2 separate regions of the Danio rerio genome follow, and region 2 is linked to region 1. Evidence: chromatin contacts called from public Hi-C data. All regions are on one chromosome and are shown on one strand. Each heading gives the region's core, a stretch centred on a gene start, on an enhancer-like site or on the middle of the called end of the contact. The rest is flanking DNA. Distances are from core to core; before and after follow the strand shown.

Region 1 (5,017 bases), core at 1,004-3,503:
ATGGTACTTTGAGTGTTGGGTCTGAAATCGCATTGAAGTATGCCTTAAAGCAACATAAGCACCAATTAATCGACTGTGAACAATGTTATACGTTGATAAGCCATTGACTACTAATATAATTTTACCAATCAGAATTTGTAAATGATACTTTTCTGAACTTAATTTAAGGAGAATGTGCGAAAGTGAAAATATAAAACCAACTTTAACGTTACCTCTAACGTTATACGCTGAGCGACCATGTGGAAACATGAGCTATAGTGGCGAGGTGCATTTAAACAGTAAATATCTTCATAAGATTTAATTAAATATGTAAATACATTTGTTGCATCTGTTTTGCAACTACTAAATTATATTTTATCATCTTGACTACTTTAAAAACAGTCCAAACTCGACTAACAGTGAGTGTAGAAAAAGCGCTGAAGACACAACGTGGCTGTGCTGCAGAGCAGGCCACATGAGACCCGCTTTACCCTCATTGACACACCGCACTGGGGAAAAACGAGTGAGCTACAAAATTACATATGTACTAACAGCATTTGCATTAATAAAAATCCTTAGATTGTACGTTTTGTCTTTTTGAAAGTCTCGGACAGCACTGCTAACTTCGCCGGCTAGCTAAGTGTAACCGTAAAAGCTACACAACTGCAAGAAAACGGCTACAAATACATTTAATTAACACAAAAAAATGAGCTTACCTTAAAAATGGCATAGCCGGCGGCAGTTTCAAATAACACTAACATTTTTGAAACAGCTTTTCTTGCTCTGAATAAAGTTTAAGGTCGAGCTCCCGAGACCGAGAGCCTTCCGCTACAAGAAGTCGCTCTCTCCACGAGGCGCACATGGGACAGGACGAGCATGCGCAATACTGCCAGTGAAATGTGCGCATGTGCAGTAGTCTCAGCCTCATTTTCATGCACCATCACCTCGTGTTGATTTTCAGTTTTCGAGTTTTATATTCAAAGTGTGTAGAGACAATATTTTGGATAATGTCATATTCCAAATAATGAGGATGATGATGATGATGATGATGATGATGATGATGATGATGATGATGATGATGATGATGATAATAATAATATACTAAACAAAAGTTTTGTAAAAAAAAAAGATATTTAAATGTTTTAGACAAAAAGATGAATAAACAATTATAATATGAAATATTATTTCAATTTTAAATATCTGTATTGTTGTATGTAAATATGTTTAATATTCCAATGAGAGTTCAGAATTTGTTATGGTCAATTTTACTTGGTGCTCTATGATTAATAATAATTCTGCTTGATATTTCTGTTAAATACACAATACATTCAGCTTTCTAAAATTCTCAGAAGAAACTGTATTTGAAATAAAATGTTCAGTAACATTATACAGATTTTTTATATTACCTTTGATCCACTGAATTAGTCTTAATGTCTTTTTTAAAATCTATGGCATTAAAAGTTATAAATACATAAAATAAACGATTTATTGTTTTATTTATGCAGGAATTTGCGAATTTATTAACTAATTGATTTTTTATTTGCATATTAATTTATTGTTTTATTTATTTATTGCTTTATTTATTTACTTTATTTATTCATTGCTTTTTATTTTTTATCTTTTTAATTTGTGTATTTATTTTGTACATTTGTTTATTTATTTAGCATGTTTATTTATTGTTTTATTTATGCAGGAATTTGTCTATTTATTTATTAATTTATTTGTGTATTTATTTATTTATTGTTTTATTTATGCAAGAATTTGTATTTATTTATTTTTTGTGTATTTATTTATTTATTGTTTTATTTACACAGGGATTTGAGTATTTATTCATTTATTCGTGTAGTTATTTATTAATTATTTTATTTATGTAGGAACTTGTGTATATATTTAGTCATTTATTTATTTATTTATTTGCGTATTTATTTACTGTTTTATTTATGAAGGAATTTGTACATGTGTTAATTAATTTATTTATTTGCGTATTTATTTATTTGTTGCTTTTGCAGGTTTCGTCCTCCAGAGGTGTAGTGTAGTTGTCACATTATTTTTGCACTCTAATATTTCGTGACCAAAATACTGATGTGTTTTTTTTTTTTTTTTTTTTGCAAAATACGGGCCTCCCTATGTTTTACCAATAGCAACATCGCAGATGGCGATTGGAGCCAATCAGAAAGAGCGTGGTGAGAAAAACAACGCTCGTTGGGTCATCGACCCAGTGTCATAGAAAGTCCAGCCCCTTTCCAATGACGTCAACGGCGCTGTGTTGTGGGTCTGCTGGTAGCACTATCAAAACCTCTCATTACTGTACATAACACTGTATCGTTTAAATCAAACAATCTTGATCTACAGAAGGGCTGCACATTGCGGAATATCATGTCAGACACGGTGAGTCTAAACCTGTGATGCTGAATCGAACTTTCATGAGAGCAGACGAGAAAGACGGACTTATAGAAAATGAAAATAAGAGGGCCCAGCTTTTAGCCTGTCTAGCTGACTGTGGTTTGGAAAGTATTTTTGATAAAAATGCTTGAGTGTTTTTAACTGTGCATAGTTTCTGGTTCTCGCAATTTACACATTAGTCCAATTTACTGTGTTCACAAATGCCAAAAATATGTGAATTTCTTCCTCAAATCGTCCAATTAGCATGTGTGCTAGTTAGCTGCTCTGGGCCCTGAAAGCAGAGTTCATAATATCTTGAGCTGATAGACCATGCTGAACATTTGAATTAGTTATTAATTGTTGATTTTTTGATATGTTCATTAGGATTATTCGTTATTTGTTCACGTTAGTTTGTGTTCGGTTTGTGCTCGTATTAACAGCTCGCGATAGAAGAGTAACGTTAGGTTGTGTGTTTACATTCAAAGCACACACACACACACACACAGCCTAGTGTTTAAATGATAACAACACTCACAATATTATTTTATATATAATATATATATATATATATATATATATATATATATATATATATATATATATATATATATATAATTATAATTTATTAAAATCGGATCTACCTTATTTTATACGATCTTCAGTCAATATTTTATTGAATTCAGTCCCAAGATATTTTTTTAATTCATTACATTAAATCTGATAAAAAAACAATATGACATGCAGTAATCGAATGCTTGTTTTGTTTTAATAGGAGACCAAGCCCTCAAGTGATGGAGGCGAGAAGAAGGATGGAGAGTACATTAAACTCAAAGTGATCGGTCAGGTGAGCAAAAGCACTTGTTTTCTAGGAAATGCAGGTTTTCATATTTAAACCCATTACTGTTTAAAACCAATCCAGCTGTTCTTTTATAATGAGATATATGAAAAGATCTGAACAGATTTGATGATTTCCTTTCATTTCGCAGGACAACAGTGAAATTCACTTTAAAGTGAAGATGACGACACATTTAAAGAAGCTGAAGGAATCCTACAGTCAGAGACAGGTGAGTCAGTTTTTCCATTTATGAGGGATAACGATAAATCTACACTACCATTCAGAGGTTTTGGGGGGTGGGTAGGATTTTTAAAAAACGCACTAATGCTACTTTTATTCAATCAAAAATGCATAAAATCTGTATTATTGTGAGTATTGTTACAAATAGAAATACACTAACACTGTAAAAATCTTAACTGTGATCAAATTAATGCGTCATTGCCGAAACAAAAAACAATGTTTAAATAGTTGTGTATGTTTCAGTTAAGGTTCCTGAGGTCTCATTTATAAAACATTGCATAGAAACTTTCCTAAAAGTGAATGTACACCAGAATACATTTTTATTTATTTATTAATTATTATGGCTTTTATGATGATTTAAAGTGCTTGAATTAAGTCAATATTTAAGCGAAATGTGTTTACTTAAAGCTGCGCACATTCTCCCGTCAAGTTTGTTTTTTATAGATCATAATAACCTGTATAAGAAGTGGCGTACACGTGTTTCCACCCCCAATTTTGTGTATACCATGTTTATAAATGAGACCCCTGGACAGTTTATTCTCTCTTTCAGATCAATTATTTGAACCATGTTAGTTAAAACATAAAACGTCTGTAATGATCATCTAAAGGGGGTGGAGTAACAATTTATTAAGAGGAAATTCACATTAATAGATGCTTTTAGTTTTGGTACAGAAAATATTGTTACACACAGGATATATATATATATTTTTACCCATTATGAGTTTTGGTAATAAACATTTAGTTTGCTTGCCTCGGCTTTTCTTTATCTCTGCTTTCTTAAATGAAACGCAACGACACAAGTATTTACTTTCTTTTACAAATATTATTGACAATATTCCATATCATACTCTCTGCTATTATAAATAAAACATAAACCCATTATATAATGACATGCAATCTAATTCTGAAATATATATATATATATATATATATATATATATATATATATGTATATGGTCAAAGATGTAAAAAATATATTTATATTTATCTGTTGCTTATAAAGTTACATGTTTCAGAAATTACATTTTACAAAAGTATATTTTTGTATTTAAATAAATTACTATTACAGTTTTATAAACACTCAAACCACTGCAGAAATGTTGCATATATCATATACACTAAAAAAAAAGACTTTTGCGGCTTGTTCAAAGTACTTATATATAATTAGCTGAAACTTGTGTTCTTGAGGACAACTTAATTGTTTTAAGTTAAGCCCACTTAAATTTATGAAAAAAAATTAAGTTTAATCAATTTATGATGGGCCATGTAAAAGAAATGTGTGGACCATAGCATTTTTACAGTATATTAGAGATCAATTTTCTATACAAGTTAAAATCATTACCTTAAATGTTTGTTTTAACAGTTGCTGGAAGTGTGTAAACAGGTTTTTGATTGTAAATGTAGCTTTCTTCACGAGTCACTGCTGCGTTTAAAATGGCATAAATGTTATGGGAGTGCACTATGGAGATAGCACAGTTGTCAATTTGAAGTTTATAAACTGAACTGTAATAAGAATAACTTTAATATAAAATGTGAACAAGACAACCTTTAATGTTTTTAAATGATTCAGAGTATTTGTGT
Region 2 (5,017 bases), core at 663-3,162, 380 kb after region 1:
TAATTACATTGTAACAACAAACCTTTTTTCCCTGAACAATTTTGATCTATCATTCCATGACAAGAATTCCTGTGCAAGTAGTAGTCGATGTAAACGCTGCTCATGTAGTTTGACTTCAGTCCTAATCTAGCGCACCAATGCAACTTTTAATAATTACGCACAACCATGAAATCCATCCACAATCATCCTAATGCAAGATCCGGCTAAATCCATAATTCTGCATCATTTTAGATTTCATTTCTTGCTATCTATTCAAGGATATGTTGAGACTTTGCACAAACACACTTCCTGTTGTGCTGCTTTTAAAACACCAAACCAAACAACTTCAGAAATGCACTTTTCACTTAACACACACCTGTATGAAATACCCAAGGCATCATCATCGCACACACAGACACACACCGCAGATTACAGCTTAGTCCTAACAGAGAGCGTCTTTGTTTAAATAATCAGAGCCTTCAGGAGGTTTTTTTTCTCCATGAAAAAAAGATGGCTGTTTTTGGTGGCTCCATCCACAAGTTTGCAGAGGCTTTGATCACCTGTGCGACAGAGGATTTCAGACCACACAGAATGATCTTTACAGCTTATCTCATGATGAACTGATACCTTTCAACCCACTTAGATCAGCATTAGAGGCTCCGATTGCCGGAAATGTCTAAAAGGTAAGAAGCATGAAATCCAAATTTTCTTCTCCTTTCCCTAAAGCCCAACTGAAACGCTCCTTTTGCCCGAAATGGTGGCGATGATACCAGGCTGCAGCATTGATCTGATCACAGTGGCGGCGTTTCTGCAGACACAACAGTGTCTTATGAATGATTCACGGCCTCCTTTTCTTCTTCATCATCAACCCAATTCGCACACTAGGCGCTGACTCATCCTCAGTGGCAGATGATGATCGTATTGGAGGCACAGAAGCAGGCAGACGGTGCATGTATTTGAGTGGGAGCAGGTCTCACACTTACGAAAGTCTCCCACGATAAGCTGGCTAAAAATGTCTTTCCTTTTCCTGGTTTTACTATGTTCATGGCTGAAACCTATTCAGGAACTGCAAAATATAAAATGACACATCTACACTTCTTTAAATGCAAATCTAGTTTAAAGGCATGCATTTAATATTGATTTGCATTTAAATGAAGAGTGCATGAATGCATGTATATATACATTTTTATGCATGCATTCACTGTTTATATTGCTCAGAACATTTCATTAAAAAGCAATCAAATATCTAAAAAGGAAACCTTAGAAACCTGCAAAGCATGAAGGGTTTGTGTGTGTTTCCTGGTGTTTGTGTTGAACTGTCGGCCATTTTCCTGTAAGCTCAAAGCTGTCTGACACTCACTCACACACACACATATACACACCGAAACAAGGAGGAGATGGCTTCCCTAGTCTGCACACACAAAAACAAAACTGTCTGGTCCAAAAAACTCACATAAATCCCATTTAAACATCGTGTATGTGCTTCAGTCGGATGAATTATCAATAAAAAACGACTGTATTGCAGTCAAGCGACCAAATGTTTGTTTTGGTTACTTTCACTATTTATATTTGTATAATCCTTCGTTTTTTACTTAAACGTATTCACTTAATGCTAACATATATTGATCGATACATTCTGAACAAACACTATCACGACAAGTAAATCCGTTATAACGAATTAAAAGGCAAAAAATAGCATTGTTGTTAACGCTGTTTTAATCACGTTAGCCGGTTAGCGTTGAAGCTAACAAAACTCACCAGATCATGAGGGATCAAAGCTTCATCCTTTTCCTCCTTTTTTAAATCCTTTTGTCCGAGAGCGGAATTGAAAGTGAGTTTCACCATGTTGGGTAGCTGGATTTTTTTTGTCTTTACTTTTTTCACCGAACTAACGAGAGCTTGGCGAAGCCGACGACCTCTCTATACACAGTGCTGCCTCACAAGTTGCTGTGGCGCATTTAGCCAAATTCAGACTGTATATACCTCAGTCAGCCGACAGAGGGCGCTGTTTTCACTAACCGCTGACTCTGATGTTTGCTTTTACTTTATTTATACACTTAGCCGTATTCAAAACACATATTATACTTTTATAACTTGAACTACACAATTTAATAATACACGGTTGTTTTGCTGTCCGACTCAACAGCAAAACTATCAAGTAACGTTAATGTTTACCTCAGTACAGGTAAGGTTTATTTGGAAATTGGTAATGTTATGAAATCTTGCAGTAGGATTACAACGAAAACAGGTGTTGTCTGATGGGAACCCTTAGAGTAATATATGACTGAGGAAACTTTGATGAAATATCTGTAACACTTCACAATAATAGTAAGTTTATTATTAATAAAGGCCCTGCTAAAACAGCTTAAACCAGCCCAAGTTTCAGAGGGGTTTTGGCCATTTCCAGGCTGGAAATGGCTGAAAACAGCCTGAATATGGCCAAAACCACTCTAAAACCAGGCTGGTCAACCAGCTAAAACCAGTCAACATTTCACCAGGTGGCTCATGTTAATTTGATAGTTCACCCAAACATTAAAATTCTGTCATCGTTTGTGTATCCTTTGCCAGTTTCAGATTTATTTGAGGTTTTGTATTGTGTTGAATACAAGAAATAAATGTCGGTGACTGGTAGCCATCAGCTTTCAAACTATTTATTTTCCTATCATGCTGGTAACATTCATCCTCTTTTATGTTCAACCGAAAAAAAGATACTCAAAGATCTAAAACCACTTGATGGTGAGTAAATGGTATGTTCTTATTTTGGGTATAACTATCTCTTAGATTATTTGATATTCTATTATACAATGTTCAGTAATATTTGTTCAAATTAAATAAAGAAATGTTCACAATATAACATGAAATGTGAAAATGTGTGTGTAAAAATGAACAAACAATGGTTCATTAATGTGTTTACAAACATGAACAAAGTATGAACAGTTTTTTACACCATTTATAGTTCATTTGTTAATGCGTTATTTAAATATAATATCCTTGTTAGCATTGGTCAATACACCACGAGTTAACATGAACTCAAAATGAACAACCTTTTCTTCATTAAAAGGCCTACTGTATGAAGAAAATCAACTTTTGTAAGCTGTTTGGACAGAACTGTGTGTAGGTTTAGTGTGTCCACTGTCGTATTGGAGTGATATAAACACAAGTCTTTTTTTTTTTTCCTGATGTTAAAATAGGACCCAAATCCCAATGATTCTGAGGCCCACCACAACGTGACATAGAAGAGCAGTTTTCCCCGCCCACCGATTTGATTGACAGGTGCTATGTTTCTATAACAACATGTATATACATCACCACAAAACATTTAGCAAATAAACTGGGACAAAAATATTAATTTCCAACTCTCTCTCTCTTTTTATGATCATTATGGACAAGTGTTACCTAAATATTTTAGTGTAACATGATGACATGTTATACAGACGTTACCACCATGTACAAAATGACTCATAAGCTTTAATACCATAATAGTCAAAGATGTAAATTACAACATTTGTTCAATAAAATCATAAAATAGAAGAGACTAATGAGAAACAGGAATTAAATTCAACAGTCAATCTGAAGTATGTCTGGGTATGTTCAGGCTGTGTGTCACTTTATAGGTCAAAGCTCTTATAAATGAGCAAGAAAAGGCCTAAGGTGATTTGAGTTCACCTGACATTCAATCAGGTAAACGCATGGAGTCATAAGGTGGATTTCTTAACAACACAAGATCCCTTTAACTCTTTCTGAATGGTTGGAAGCCCTGTTGTCTCAGGTTGGCCAATGGCAAGAATAGCTGCTCTTCAGAGGGTAAATCATCCCACTGCCTCCATGTCCAACCTGAGAAAGAAACAACAAATTAATACAACAATGAAATATTGCAGCAATATTCAGACGTGTTTGCCTGGGCTTAAGGAAGTTTAAAATATCAAATAATAAAAAATAAAAAAAATGAGTCACCAATTTTTCAGTATTAGCTATGCTGATGTACACGACATGGTTTTATGCAATACGTTTAGAAAGTTAATGTGACTATCAGTCAGACCCAGGCATTAGTGTTAATTATGGCCAAAAATGGCCATCCATATAGATAGTAATAGTCGCCCTGAACAACATGTAAAATGAACAATAATTGTTGCATTTTAAGCTTTTTTCAGTGAATTGAATATAATTGTTCTCTCCAAACTGGACTACTGCAACTCTCTGCTAGCGGGGCTTCCAGCTAAACCTATCAAGCCTCTTCAGCAGCTCCAGAACGCAGCAGCACGAGTGGTCTTTAATGAACCTAAAAGAGCACATGTCACTCCGCTACTCATCCGTTTGCACTGGCTGCCAGTTGCTGCTCGCATCAAATTCAAAGCTCTGATGTTTGCTTACAAAGCGATTTCTGGCTGCGCCCCTTCTTATCTGCTCTCACTTCTGCAGATCTATGTGCCCTGCAGAAACTTACGTTCTGTGAATGAACTTCGGCTCCTGGTTCCATCCCAAAGAGGGAAGAAATCACTTTCCCCAAACGCTTGCGTTCAATCTGCCCAGTTGGTGGAATGAACTCCCTAACTGCATCAGAACGGCAGAGTCACTCGCTGTTTTCAAGAAACGACTAAAAACTCAACTATTTAGTCTCTAGTTCACTTCCTAATCTGCAATTGCCTTTAATATATACCACTAACTATACTGTTAAAAAAAATTACTAATACTTTCCTTCTTAGACTTTACAGACCTGAAACTTGCCTATAGCACTTATTCATTGTTGCTCTTAGTTGTGTAAATTGCTTCCTTGTCCTCATTTGTAAGTCGCTTTGGATAAAAGCGTCTGCTAAATGACTAAATGTAAATTGTAAAATGTAAATTTCAACTGTTTATTTCAATTTTTAATAAGCAGATTGTACTTGTAAAATAAATAATCATACAGTAAATAATGTAAAAATAATCATGTAAAAAAATAAGATAAATAAGTAAATAATCATGAAGGTCAAGACTTCAGAGTTTAAACAGGCAAAAATCCTTATTAACTAATCATTATAAAGATTTAGTTCAAGCGAAA

What was found. A called contact is a pair of places that touch in the nucleus more often than the background predicts.
Region 2: a Hi-C map of hematopoietic stem cells shows a contact between it and region 1, with 2.0 times the contacts expected there. The contact joins the promoter of itm2ba here to the promoter of sumo1 in region 1. A contact is called at or near these places in 2 of 18 Hi-C or Micro-C datasets (hematopoietic stem cells and an unstated tissue).

The regions. Positions count from the first base shown.
Region 1 is chr6:10,602,362-10,607,378 of GRCz12tu, forward strand. It overlaps sumo1 (small ubiquitin like modifier 1), which reads left to right and starts at 2,254. Exons shown (of 5, transcript NM_213159.1): 1 at 2,254-2,367; 2 at 3,134-3,205; 3 at 3,348-3,425. The coding sequence starts at 2,356. nop58 (NOP58 ribonucleoprotein homolog (yeast)) reads right to left here and starts at 886. Exons shown (of 15, transcript NM_001009889.2): 1 at 696-886. The coding sequence starts at 740.
Region 2 is chr6:10,985,051-10,990,067 of GRCz12tu, forward strand. It overlaps itm2ba (integral membrane protein 2Ba), which reads right to left and starts at 1,913. Exons shown (of 6, transcript NM_199646.1): 1 at 1,738-1,913. The coding sequence starts at 1,824. nudt15 (nudix (nucleoside diphosphate linked moiety X)-type motif 15) reads right to left here. Exons shown (of 4, transcript NM_001346166.1): 4 at 3,428-3,813. The coding sequence ends at 3,710.